Regions from separate parts of the Mus musculus genome. Here region 2 is linked to region 1. Evidence: chromatin contacts called from public HiChIP or PLAC-seq data. All regions are on one chromosome and are shown on one strand. The core of a region is the stretch at or near the end of the contact, and the rest is flanking DNA. Distances in the headings are between cores, read along the strand shown. Region 1 holds the start of Pax6 (paired box 6). Region 2 overlaps Mpped2 (metallophosphoesterase domain containing 2).

Region 1 (6,965 bases), core at 2,702-5,201:
GGGCTGGGAGGGAAATGGAGGGGGAGAGGTGCTGACCAATATGAAGAGAAGAGGATTGGACCCGCGAGCGCCCAGATACACTAACCATTTGGCAAGAAGAAAGGAAAGGAAAGGGCACCATGGCTTTTTCCAGTCAAGCTAAAGCCTGGAGGCGCCGCTGGGCGGTCGTTCGGCTCTCTTCTGTTTCTGTACTGTCCTGGGCTTTGGCTAGGCTAGCCGGTGAGCAGGATTCAGGCAGGTTGCTGGGGTAAGCGGAGAGAGAAAGCCCCAAGCCAGGGAGGCATCAGGAACTGGGTGGCTAGGGTGGAAGACTTTGATTTTTATGACCTTTTGATTTGTTTGCCATCCCAGAGATCCCTGGAATCCACTCTTCAGGGCCTGCAGAAAGAGACACACTTGGAGCTCTCTAAAGTGTCTCGGGTGTTTACTGAGACCTTCCTCCTCCAAAGAAATTCATCCTTGCCCTCCTCAGTGTGTCTGCAACCGCGCCTCAGCTAGGACCAGTCAAAATGGGAGTTTGGAGGTGTGGGAACACGGAATGGAGTACTGGTTGTTCTGAGGCTGTGAGGCCAAAGCACATTTCCCCAGAGAACTGGGCACTTCTTTGCCTCGCCAGGGGCCGCTCTCGGGACAGAGACTAAATGCGGTGGGTACAGGCTACCAGGGACTGTTGGGAGTGATTCTGAAGGGGCCTCCTACTTTCGCATCCATGATGGTTAGAGAGGTTCTGAACACCGTCGGGCAAACCTCGATGCCCCCAGCGCCACTCTACACCACGAGCTTTCAGTTACCCGGCCAGAGGAAAACCCGTCCTCGCACGGGTCAGAGGGTAGAACGGAGGAAAGAGTAGCAGAGTAGTAGTGAAAGGCAGCGGGGGTCGGGGGGGGGGCGCCTAAAATGCAGCTTCGCCAGCCTTTCTATTCTAACACTAACACTGGAGGACAAGCGAAATGGGCCTCCGACGGGTTGAAAGCCTCAGTTAAAATGGCGACCCGAGCGTTGTCTCCGTTTTACTAGTGCCTTGCACCTTGGTTTTAGCCTCCCTCCTTCCAGGTCTCTTCCCGACAGCAGGTGCTTGGCAGAAAAGATGATTCACCAAGGACAGGCAGAGAGAGAGAGAGAGAGAGAGAGAGAGAGAGAGAGAGAGAGAGAGAGAGTAGGAAGGGAGGGAGGGAGAGAGAGAGAGGAGAGAGAGAGAGAGAGAGAGAGAGAGAGAGAGAGAGAGAGAGAGATCCTGGCTCTCATCCCTTTCCTTAAACTTTAGAAACTTTGCCTCTTTCTGTTCCTCAGCTCCCCTCCCCAAATATTGACACACTAGAGCAGCCAAGTCCTTTCTGTTTCTTGTTTGTGCAGTTTCCAACAGTCCCACCCGAAGCCCCCATCCCCACCCAATGACGTCAGCGGCATTCATGCCAGGCTCCTAGCTTCTTCTGATTTTTTTGTTAAAACTTTTCTCTGAGGTGAGATGGGGGTTGTGGGTGGGAGAAGGGGCTGATTGAAAGAGCCAGTGCCCTGGGGGGAAATAGCAACAAGATTATGGCTGCCTCTTTCTTAGGCAAAGCTTAAGAGGGTGCTAATCCACTGGGTTGCTAATTGAGAGGTTGTAAAAATGATATTCGCCGCCTCCAATTGGGACAGTCGCTGGGCACCCCCCCCCCTCATCTTGCTTCTTTAATGCTTGCTTGAGATGTAAAAGGGGAGAAAAGGAGAATGCTGACTTCTCTGATCTGGAACTTGGACTTCAGGCAGGACTTCCTGGGAACCTCTGAAAGTCCCGGTCCTACGAAATCTTTCACTGGAGGCCGCCAACTGCAGCAGTGGCACCACCTTCTTAGCCTCTGGCCAGTGTTTCCTTCTAGCTCCGATCCAGTGCCTTAGGTCCTCCAGAGTGAGCCCAGCTAGTCAGCCACCTTTCCCAAGCTGAGGAGATGAGCAGTTTGTGCTAACCCACCTCTGGCTCGGGTTACGGAAGGCCTCTTCTGTCCCCGGAACTCTGCTAAGGCTCCTTGGGTCCTTATTGCTGGGCCCCAGGCAAGGGCTAGACTAGGATGTCCAAATCAGGCTCAGAGGCAGCCTGCAGCGTCCATCTGGCTCCAACTCCCATGGGGATTCATCAGCGCAGCCTGCCAGAGATCAACTGAGTGAGCAGACTACTGCTGGACGCTGACTTTCGGTTCTTTCCCTAAGTCAAAAAAAAAAAAAAAAAAAATCAAAGGCTTCGATGGTGGCTTTCGGCCTCCTTGCCTGATCTTTGCCAACCCCACTTCCCTTTGCTGGGTTCTGAGTGTGTTCCGGATCTCAGGCCTTCTACTTCTCGGCTCCAAGGCCCGCAGGCTGCGAGATAGCTCCGGACAGCTCAGGACAAGGCGGCTGCCTGCTCCCCTGTCACCTAAACTGCAGACTCCAAGGGACGTCTTTGGAGTGTACTGAGGTGTATCCTAATGTCCGGCATTCAACAAATGGACTTCTGGTGTGTGGTCAGGAGGGAAAAGCCATTTACTTACTGTCCTCGCCGTTTTTCTGGCAACAGTTGAAGGGGAATTGCCTCCGTGGACTGAGCTGACCCAAGAGAAGGGAGTCTTGGCGGGGATACATAAGCACCACACACAGATAACCGGTTCCTCACAACGACACACGTTGACACACCAAGAAAGCCGGCGAGGACACACACTTGCAGAATCTCTCCCAGCATTGGTCAAACCCCACCCCCACCCTCAGGCTTCCACTACTTCCCCTCCCCTCTTGTCTTCCCCTCCTTTCGATGGCTTGGAAAAGCAGCCGCACTTAGTCAACAAATGGCACGTGGGAGAAGTTGGAGAGTGTTTGGTGAGGACTCTTCAGAGCTTTTCACAAGAATCCTCTGTACACAAAGTAAGTGGCGTGTTTACTCGAGCCTCTCCAGGCTGGGGCAGTGCGTCCGCTCCGCTGAGCACGGCGGCTTCGGAAAGCAGAAAGAGAAGAAAATGCCAGCGGTGCGGGAGTGGGGTGGGGGGAAAATGGGCAGGCTCGGGAGGCCTGAGCTGGGGTGACCGCCGGGCCTCGCTGAGTTCTCGGCCTGGAGGCCCTCTTCGGGCCTAGGCATAGTTGTGCCACCATCGCCGGAGTGGGGGCTGCTGGGATCCAGGGACACTCCCGCCTCTTTTCTCTTGTTCCTAAAAGTCAGGTGGGCTAGAGAGCCGCCACCGCTGTACTTTGTGTCCTGGGGCCAAGGCCGAGGTGGACAAGGGGTGGGAAGTTAGGGTGAAATGGGGCGGAGCGGCAGGCCACTGTACAAGAAAGGACCTCGTAGAGATGGTGAAACTTGCTACCTCCACGGACTGAGAACCCCTGGCCCAGCTTGGGGTTACGGGGGCAGCATGCTTCCAGCTCAGAGGCCTCCATTAGACTGATCAAGTTCGCGGCCGCAGCGCTGGCCGCCGAAGCGCATGGAGCGGGAGACCTCGGCGAGCGCCAGAGCCTAGGAGCGGGGGGCCCAGCGCCGGAGAGAGAAGCCGGGACCCACCGGCAGAGCCGAAAACAAGTGTATTCATATTCAAACAAACCGACCAATTGCACCAGGCAGGGAGAGGGAGCATCCAATCGGCTGGCGCGAGGCCCCGGCGCTGCTTTGCATAAAGCAATATTTTGTGTGGGAGCGAGCGGTGCATTTGCATGTTGCGGAGTGATTAGTGGGTTTGAAAAGCGAACCGTGGCTCGGCCTCATTTCCCGCTCTGGTTCAGGCGCAGGAGGAAGTGTTTTGCTGGAGGATGATGACAGAGGTCAGGCTTCGCTAATGGGCCAGTGAGGAGCGGTGGAGGCGAGGCCGGGCGCCGGCACACACACATTAACACACTTGAGCCATCACCAATCAGCATAGGTGTGCTGGCTGCAGCCACTTCCCCACACTCTTTATCTCTCACTCTCCAGCCGCTGACAGCCCATTTTATTGTCAATCTCTGTCTTCTTCCCAGGGATCTGAGAATTGCTCTCACACACCAACCCAGCAGCGTCCGTGGAGAAAACTCTCACGAGCAACTCCTTTAAAATACCGTCATTTCAAACCGTTGTGGTCTTTAAGCAACAACAGGGGGGGGGGACCCAAACAACAAAAACCAAAAAAAAAAAAAAAAAAAAAAAAAAAGCCCTCAAAACTCTTGACAGGAGCCTTGACAACGACGAAAGAGAGGATGCCTCTTAAAGGTGAGTCCCGCTTCTTTCTTCTCAATTTCTTTATATTTCAATATCCTGGCAGGTCTCTCCCTCTCTTCTTTCCTCCCCTCTCGCCGGTCCCCTCCCCCACTGCTACGCCGGGAGAGTTGGGCCTGAGAAGTTTCCACGCAGGAGCCCAAACTTTCTACTTCCAGCGAAAGCCCGCGTCGGAGGGCGACGGTCCGCGCGAGCCACAACAGCGCGGATCTTCAGGCAGGCGGCTGGCTCTGCACCAGCGCAAGTGCGGCTGGAGCTCTCGGAGAGCAGCTAGGCTGCAGGGCGCCCCCGCAAACCGCAGCTCTCAGCTTCAGCGCCTCCAAAAGCTCGCGGTCAGCGCAAAGGGACGTAGAGGCTCCTCCGTGCCCCAGGCCGCGGAGAGCAGCCGCCGGCGATGCTTTTGTCCAGCCCGGGCCGAGCCAGCGCGCAAAGAGCGCCCAACCAGCCGACTCTCCGCGCCGCCTCCCGCCAGCCCGCGCTCCGGCTTTGTGCAAGATTCTCCCGGCACAGAACTGCCCGCAGCACTCGAGCACCAAAGGGTCATCGCGCCCTCCGCCAGCCGGAGCCGTCTGGATGGGCACCACGGCCGTGCGCCGGAGGCCACGAGGGACCCAGAGCGAGAGCGGGCGGTGAAAGAAGCCACTAGGCCGAGGCGGTCGGATGCGCTCTGCGAGGGAGCTCCGAGCCGATCGCAAGGACTGCCAGCTTCCATCCACCCCCCAGGGCCCTCGCCTCCAGCCTCAGCCGAGCGCTGAGCTCAGATTTGGAAACAAACGCCCTAGCTCTCCCGGCTTCCCACAACTCTATCTTGCGAAAGTTGGTGTGTTCCCTGTCCTGTGGACTCCCACCTCCAGCTCTTGGTGGGTATTTTCCCGTGTCTCCATTGACCAAGCTGTACCCCGTGTTGCCATTTCAACAAGTTTCGAGCTGGAAAGGCGGTTTGCTCCCCCTTTTCGAGTGTACTGATATTTTTCTTTGTGTGGCCTAAAGGGGGAAAAAAAAAACTACAAGAAAGCACTGGCTTTCCCTCTCCTCGGATCGCGTCCTCTCCCTGCTAATTAGTCTGAGTAATTCGAGAGCTTTTGGATTCTAAGACCCCAGGAGGAAAAGTGGCTTTTCAAAGTTCAGAAAGTTGTTGCCTCTTTCCCGGGGCAGATCTCCTCAGTCTCCCTGAGCCATAATAGCCTCGAATTTTAGCAAGTGTAATTGAGGGAAATGGAGTTGAATTTCAAGTGGAAATGCTTTCTTTTTCGAGTGCTAAAAAACCTGGCCTTTCATTAATGAGCTTTCTGAAAAGTTTAAAAACAAAGTGAATGCTCTCTCTCTCTCTCTCTCTCTCTCTCTCTCTCTCTCTCGCCATTTTGGATGTTAAACTCGAACTTGGGAAGGGCTGAGGAGATAGGATCAGAAAAACAACTGACAAGCTAAAATCCTTGAAAGCCTAGCAGGTTTACCCAAGAGCACGAATAGTTAGTTGTTGCCGCTGACGGGGAGGAGGTTGCCGCTAACCGGGAGCAGGGCTGCTGGGGATCTTTGCATATGTTTGAAGGCAATTGATGAGTTGTAATCATTTGGCCCTGGAGGGTAAACTTTGTCGCCCTAATTGCTAATTTCCAGGAAGGGCATCTGGAAGAGAGAACCCAAGCTTCTCTGAACACTTCAGCTCTGGAATGCGGGAGTAGGTTTTGAAATTTAAATAATTGAAACAATAGCATAGTGTGAGAGTTCTGGCTTGGGTTTGGGTCAGGGAGTGAGGAGGACAGAGGTCCAATGGACCTTGGAGACTCAGACCTTGTGGCCTTGGAGATTTCTGAATACTCCTTCATTCCTGATGCAGGACTATGACCCCCTCCAAGGCAATACAAAGACCTAGCCTAGGCTAGGGGTTTGGGCTGAGGCAGAGGGGTCTAGCTTCTTTAAGAATAGGTCTGCTTCCGGGTGCAGGGTGTGCCCTGCTTCCCAGGGTGCTTTCTGCACTGAGTGTTAACGACTACTTAGGTAATTAGATAGCTTCTTAGAGGAGAGGAGGGTGGGAACCGAGCAAAACCGGAACCTGAAGTGCTATCACCTTCCCACTTGCTTGGGAAACTAATCAGCTAGCTTTTGGGGGATCAGCTAGACAATTTTCTAAAATGGTATTACGGAGGTCCGAGCCGGCTTGGAGACATGAGGCTGTGTAAAAAATGTGGTTCGAGAAGAGCTTAGGAAGTTTTCTGTCGCAAACAGAATTCTCCACACACACACACACACACACCCTCCACACACACACACACACACACACACACACACACACACACACCCTCCATACACACACCCTCCACATACACCTGCTATCCTTTGCAGCTTGAGTCATATATATATATATATATATATATATATATATATATATATATGATGGACATTTTGTTCTAGGTGAGGTATCTGTTCGCGACATGATATAGATTCAGGAACTGGCCTAGAGACAGGAAGGAGACTGTAGGAGTTAACCGCAATGATGGTATCTAGTCCTTGGCTATGTTCAGTCATTAAACAGACACTGAGAAAGTCCTCATCCTAGACTTAGGTCTTATGGATTTAAGTTGCCTCTCAGTTACTTAAAAGTTAAATCATAAAAGGCCTTAAAGAGAAAACTATTCCCTGGAATTCTTTGCAGGGTGGCAAAATTAATCATCATCACAGCTAAAACAAAACAAAACGGGGGGGGGGAATGATTTCTTAAAAATAAAACTAAATGAGATGCTGTGACTATTTCATTATTTTAACCCTCCCCCTTTTTCCT
Region 2 (6,965 bases), core at 1,980-4,479, 1.2 Mb after region 1:
AGTCCTGACTTCCTTAGTGATGAACAGCAATGTGGAAAGTGTAAGCCGAATAAACCCTTTCCTCCCCAATTTGCTTCTTGGTCATGATGTTTGTGCAGGAATAGAAACCCTGACTAAGACACTTTGTAATGCCTTATCATAATAAAATGTTGTCTATTTTTCTCCTTATAAGTTTTCTTTCATTCTTTCAACCAGTTAAGCCACGCTTTTTATTATGAGTTTGTGTTAGATGCCCGTGCTGAAGTGTCCTCCCTGCTTGAGCGGGTAGGGAGGGAGGGTTTAGTGGGGGGTGGTGGTGTTGTAAATGCAGTTCTCATCCTGCCTGCTCAGCGCAATGCACCATTTGTGTTAGTGACAGGCTGAGCAGGGGCCACCTCTCTTCTAACTGAAGATACCATTGAATTTCTTGGCTGCAGAGTAACACTTCTATAAGCATCAGGTCCTGTCCAACTCCTCTCCTGCCCACAAAAAGTAGTCTCTGTCTTGTTATGATCTGTCCTGTGCCCCGCCGGGCTCTCACGGTATGATGAGTGACTTCATCTTCTGAGTCATATGGAAGGGGACAGAAAACATGATGAAACTAAAATGACTTTTCTCTGCTATGCTGGTGAGTGTGTGTCTGTCTCTCTCTCTTTCTCTCTGTGTGTGTATGTGTGTGTGTGTGTGTGTGTGTGTGTGTGGACATGAGGGTAGGATTGAGGGTAGTTGTGTGTGCATGTGGCAGGGTGGAGATGTTTATGTTGTGGTCACATAATTGGGTGTGGAGGCTGGGATTGGATATCAGGTGTCCTCCTCCATCACTCTCTGACGGACAAGCCCCAGTGATCTTCTTATCTCTATGCCCAGCCCACTCAGCTTTGTGGTTACAGGAACACACAACCATACCTGGCTTTAATATGGGTGCACTGAACTCAGGTCCTCGTGCAAAGCTTTTTTACCCACTGAACCATCTCCCCAGTTTGTTCTTCCTGCTCAGAGCTTGTTTATAAGATTAAAGGCCAGGATGCTTGGGTGAGCTGTAACATTATTTTTAATAATTCATAGGGAACCATGTTTGAAAGCGGGTCATAATGTCTCGTTTCTAGATACCTAAAGCAAACTCTGCACACTGCCTCCTTTCCAGTAGGGGAAGGGAATGGTAACAGAGGCTTGCTTCTGATACTTGTTCCGTGTTAGTTACCAGACAGGAGCAATGTTGGAAAAAATGGCAGTGTCTGATCCTTTGGCTCAAGAAGCCCCACCTGTAGGTCATGGGGCTCAGGGGACTGCCTGGTACCATTTCCTCCTTTTGCATACACAGCACACAGACCACTTTAGTCACCCAGGACTGCCCTTTATCAGAACAGTATCTTTTCATCCCAAGCACCTTATGACTAAAGGCGATACTACAAAGCCCTAGTGAAGAGCCGGGACAAGACAGCTGTCGGAAGAAAAGCCTGCAGTGCCCTTTGGAGCAGCTGAGCCAGTGTCTGGTGAGGCGGGCTGTCCAAGCAGCTGCACAGGGTAGAAAGATAGAAGTTTTTCCTCTCTCTGCTAACAAGGGTGTGTGTGTGTGTGTGTGTGTGTGTGTGTGTGTGTCTGTGTCTGTCTGTGTCTGTCTGTGTCTGTCTGTCTGTGTGTCTATCTGATTCAAGTCAGTCTGTGGGCCAAAGCAAGACATCTTTTTTAACTGCACAGGAAAATAACTTGCAGACTAGCCAATAGAAGGACTTATGTAGGAGACAGAAGGTTTCTCAAAATCCAGAGCTTAGGAAAAGCAAGACAGGGACGGAGGGAGCACAGGAGGAGGAGAAGGGGACAGCCTCTCATGTGGATATTCAGGGTGACACATCTGGTGTCAGGGAAACTGCTCTTTCTAACTGACAGGGAAGCTTTGCGAGCAGGGGAGGGCTCAGCCATCGCGATGGTGAGCTGGAGATCATGAATTACCATGACAGCTCCATGGCATGTGGAGTGTGGGGTGATTTTCACCAGCCGTGCTTAAATTAGCTTCTCTTGGACCTAGGATGACGTTCAGTCAGAGAGAGAGTGCCAGGCTCGAGGAAGGAGGACTGTGATTCCGAAGGGCCACAGTCTAGGAAAGAAAGGTGAAAACTGGCCCCTACTTTCTGAGTTTAGTCTAATGGAGGTGCCAGGCAGCACGGGTACCATTAATTAGCAGCTTGTCAGTTCCTCCAGTAAAACCTCTCTGAGTCCTCTATTATAAATATTCCAAGAACCCTGAATACCCCCGACTCTGAACTTCCTCAACTGAAGATCTTGCCAAACTCTAATCACCTGTGCCAGCCAGCTAAGCAGCCTCGACGAACTGTTTTGCCCTGTGCGGTTCAGGGATTTGTCAGAGCGAGACTGCGTGGACGGGTGGGCGAGCAAGTGTCTTTCTGGAAAACCTTCCACTCAGACAACGTGAGCTGAGGAAGTGCCTGTTAATAAGTAATCAGCCGGAAGAGATCAGGCTGTCTGGCCATCTAGTAATGCTTGCGGGGTCACTGGGGACCTTTAAAACATTCTGGATCGGGGCGCTCTGTGACTTGTTGAGTACTTGGCTGGAAATTCTAGAAAGAAGAAAGAGCCTGAGCCATTTTCTGCATGTACACATATTTACACATGTAGGTATTTATAGAAAGAGATATATTGTTAATATACCATATATAAATAGAAACTACAAATTAGCACTATGTCCTGCCAAAGGTCTTACATACAGTTCTTTTATCGACATTGGAAGATAACTTTTTATTACAAGGATGAGGAATCTGAAAGTCACAGAAGACAAGGAAGTGATTGGCAGGTGTGGGGCTTGAACGTGGATCTATTTGCCTCCATAATCCACGCTCTTAACCTCTGCCTCTCAAATAAGTATGGCTGGCTTTTATAGAGCCTGTGGGTTCTCACGACTGTAAAGAGGCCAGCCTGCCAGGTCCCACAGCTGGGTGTTACAGGATCCATTGACCTCTTCTTCAGAGCGGCTAAGGAAAAGAAAGAGAGACACTCCGGGGCTTCTAAGCCTTGCAGAAGTACTCAGCAGACCTGGACACATAAGATTCCCGGTCTTTGTGGTATAGGCAGCCCAGTTCTTGTCTGCCCATGGAAGGTGGACAGTGACCCAAACCAGGGCTGGGAACCAGAGCAGCACACCTGACCTCCAGTCCTGCTGTCTGTAAATCCTGCTTTGCCAGACAGGCCCTGCCCCCTCTCAAGTTTGCGGAGGGAGTAAGCAGCCATTCTCTGTCCAGGCCTCCTAGGATTTATGGGCAGCAGCGCCTTCTGCCTGCACTGATGAGCTGTGTACTGCAAACACAGATGACCTTTGCAGCGATTTCATCTCAGCCTGCTTCCGTCTAGAAGACCTGGGTTTTTGTTTTTGTTTTTTTTTTCCTTGACGTTCTCTCCAACTATTTCTGCCTCTTAACTCTCCTGACTCCTGCTGCTCTCAGCCATCCAGTCACAGAGGCTAACCGCTGGTAATTCAAGAGCCAAGATCTGATTGGTGAAGTGTCCCCAGTTCCTGTCCACTTGAGTCTTAGGTCCAGTGGTTTCAGGCAGATGGAACTGCTCCCCTTCCTTCCAGACCTTTCTAATCCCTCCCCAGGAGGGGACGGGTTTCAGGCACAGATTGGCCTACTAGCATGAAGGTGCTTTGTGAGTCCTTTTCTTACAAGTTGGTTCCCATGTGGTATTTGTTAGTCACAGCTAATTATGAAGTCCTTGGCCAAGGCACTAGACATTGTTCCTTGGATTCCTCCATCCTCTTTTCCCCCCTTGCCCCCTGTTGCTGCAGAACAAAACCTATTGTGGCTCTCTGGAGGTTGGCTATGCGCATATTTTCCAGTGAAACTCTGATGGGCTCACTGCTGGGGTCTCATGTTTCAGAATTCACACTGAACTGGATAGAGCGTTATTCACTGACATTGACAGAGCCCGCCCGCCTTTCGTCTGCGCAGACGTTCCTCCCACCCTGCACTGGGTCCCTCACAGGCAATTTGGACAGTTGACTGAGAATAACTCACAGCATTCGTCAGAACCTGGGTAATCGGTACAGAAAAGTATAATGTTGTGAGCATGAGGTCATAGGAAGCTCGAGTGCCAGGTGTCACCAGCTGCCCTGTGTGTCAAGGTGGCAGTCTGAAGCCACCCTTGGGTCTGTCTTTCCTATTCCCTGGGCAGACTGCCTCAGTGTTCACCTGCACTGTGTACTGGGCTTCCGCAGGGAACTAACACATTCCTAAAAGCAAGCTTGAAACCCAGAACTGAGTCCCCTCATTGTTGGCCGCTGTGGGTCCTTCCCTTACCTAAGGTCCACATCAGCAAGTGAATTTGAGGACAGAATGGGACTTAGAACATAATCAGAATGGGACCCAACATCCAAACATCCAGGGGCCCCATTTCTTTCCCTGTGCTGGGCTGGTTCTGGAAAACATTACCAGGCTGCTTTTCCTCCTGGCTTATTGCCACTACCTTGTGTGAAGACCTTCCTTATGTGCAGGAGACAGGAACTGTAGATGAGTGAAAAATAGCAGCGGCATCACACTGTTTTCCCTAAGCCACCTGGCAGTCCCATGCCAGCTTCTGGAACCATCCAGCGTTCAGACCGAAAGGCTGATGCAGGTGCAGATGCCTTTAATGTTTCCATTATAATTGTGGGACTCCCACATTAAAAATCACATGAGGTGGTTTTTGTCACTATTATTTAACTGAAGACCGTAGAGTGGAGTTGGCCTGTTTAGGCTTACATGGTAGGTAGCTACCAATACTAGTGCTGGAGATGTTGATAAATTGCTATCACTAATGGCGTGCTTCTATCTAAATATAAACTGAGACTGCATGCTTAAGGAGTGCTGTGAGGAATTAAAGCCAATAATCTAGATAAAGGCTCTGTGTAAAATATATCAGGGCCTTGATAAATGTTCCTGTCACTGTAACGTAACCGCTCACTGTTATACACACAGGGGCTTGAGTTCAAATAAAAGCCAGACACATTAAAACTTTGTCCTTAACTTGGACCCTTCTGCATTCTGTCACAAGTTTAACATTAAGCAAACACAGCTTGGGTTATCTATAGACTGTGAGTTCAGCCTCGTCTTTCCCTGGAAGCTTATAAAACTGAGCACTTCCTGAGAAGAAGAGGGTAGGACTACAGGCTTATATGAGAAGAAGCTACAAGAGGAACATTGGAAAGATTGGAGAAATGAACTCCTGTTCCTTTGACTAAGAAAGTCCCTAGGGTGCCCTGGGGCTCAAAACTGCCTGTCTCCAGCAAAATGAAGCCCCTTGCTGCCCCCACAACTTGGGTGTGCTTGGGACCCTTTCAAACTCTTCTTTATTTTCCATCCAAACAAGAACCAAAGGTCCAGAGGCTTGTTTTCAGAATTTAGGAGAGCAGATGTTTTTGCTTATTTTTTTTCTTTAGTCTCCCTTCTGCCAAAATGCTGGGTTTTCCCTGGGTTCCGTAGTTGTTTTTCTGTTTTGTTTTGTTTTTCCTTTTAAGACAAATCTTGGACAAGGGTCACTGTAAAAGGAAGAAGGGTGGGCATTTCCAAGCCGGGGAGCTCTGCCGTTTAAGACCTGAATGAAAATATGCAGGAACCCGATGGTGAGCATGCTAGAGGCCAGGAGAGAACAGGGCTGATAGGTTCCTTTCTAGAAGAGTCTCAGGCTTTCTTCCCAAACCTGATGCCTAGTGCTGCCTAGTAAATCAAGAATAGGACAGTGAGCATTGCTTTCTCCCAGGATAGCCAGGGACCTTACTTGGTATGTAGTGCATCCAGAACTCCTCACGGGCCCTAGAGCCCCCAGCCTGCTAAAACATGGTAGATACTAATTATTTTCTATGGCTTTTTAAACCAATCAACAGGAACACAAATGTGTCATATTTGTCAGTGTTAATCGAAGTCTGACTCTAGTCATACTGAATTTTACAGGATGGCCCTGGCTATCCTGGAACTGGCTATATAGTTCAGACTGGCTACCAACTCAGAGATCTGCCTGCCAAGTTCTGGGATTGCAGGCCTATGCCACCATGCTCCATCAACAATTCACTTTTTAAGTTTCCATTATCTAGCTTTTCAAGGCCACCACCATCCCTAGCCTCCTAGACTTCATCCTCCATCTTCAAAGGCAGCGATATCAGGTTGAGTTAGTTGTCTCTCATTGCTCCACTCATGTCACTCCTATTGCCCTTTAGAGACCACTGTCAGAGGCCTTGGTTGGTCACACTGGACCTGCCATATATAATCCAGGATTATGTCCCTATTTTAAGTAACCTTTGCCACTGGAGTATATATTCACAGGTTCTAGGTAAGAAGGTTATGGACCTTTTAGCAGGGAACTCTAATGCCCATGACAGATAACACAGCTCATTTTTTATACTAGTACAATGGTTGTGTTTAGTAGAGCTTTCAGTTATAAGAAGTGGAACTTAACAGGTGCTAATGAAAAGAAGGGATCTAACAAGAAGGAGTTCAGGTCCAGTGAGGCACAGCTGAATCCATGTGTCTAAGGCCATCATTGAAGCCCTCTCTTTCCTTTGTTGGGTTTCCTTGTCGTTCATTCATTCTCAAGCAGAGACTAAAGGGTCGCTAAAGCATCTCCCAGCCCATTCTTGAGATTTGAGATTCCAGGAGGAGCTTGACCTCCTCCTTAGCAGGGCCAACTCCCAGGAATGACACTCAGCTGCCCAGCGTGTACATTTGTAAGTGAATTACAGGCAAACCACATACAGACAAATGCAAGTCGCTCCATCCAAGACTCGGAATGGAATCGACCTTACTGGAAAGAGATTATGACAGGGAAGGAGCAACTTACCAATGAAAAAATATGTCATTGTCACCAGAGGAAGGAGAGATCTGGGTGTGCCAAAGCACCAGGTGTCTGTCTACCCCATCATGTTACAGCTTGATTTCGGAACCATAAAATGGAGATAGCATTTGTCTTCAAGCCACAGACAAACTTGAAAGAGTCCAGAAGTG

Evidence for each region. HiChIP or PLAC-seq counts read pairs in DNA pulled down with a chosen protein or histone mark.
Region 2: an H3K4me3 HiChIP or PLAC-seq map of stem cell-derived neural progenitor cells shows a contact between it and region 1, with 4 times the contacts expected there. The contact joins the enhancer-like site here to the promoter of Pax6 in region 1. A contact is called at or near these places in 4 of 39 promoter capture datasets (the 3T3-L1 cell line, embryonic stem cells and liver), 3 of 115 datasets of contacts at active chromatin or transcription factors (astrocytes, embryonic stem cells and stem cell-derived neural progenitor cells) and 1 of 9 other capture datasets (liver).

Annotation. Positions count from the first base shown.
Region 1 is chr2:105,671,793-105,678,757 of GRCm38.p6, forward strand. Pax6 (paired box 6) reads left to right here and starts at 3,952. Exons shown (of 12, transcript NM_001310144.1): 1 at 3,952-4,180. RefSeq lists an enhancer at 541-741, a promoter at 3,432-4,013 and a cis regulatory region at 3,432-3,566.
Region 2 is chr2:106,852,957-106,859,921 of GRCm38.p6, forward strand. The region is part of intron 4 of Mpped2 (metallophosphoesterase domain containing 2); the gene reads left to right. Among named protein-coding and RNA genes, the nearest start is that of C130023O10Rik, 38 kb to the left of the region's middle. Within about 2 kb of position 3,230, at least 47 of the 459 cell types and tissues checked have an H3K27ac peak or open chromatin away from gene starts, as enhancers often do. A contact at or near this core is called in stem cell-derived neural progenitor cells, where this site is marked.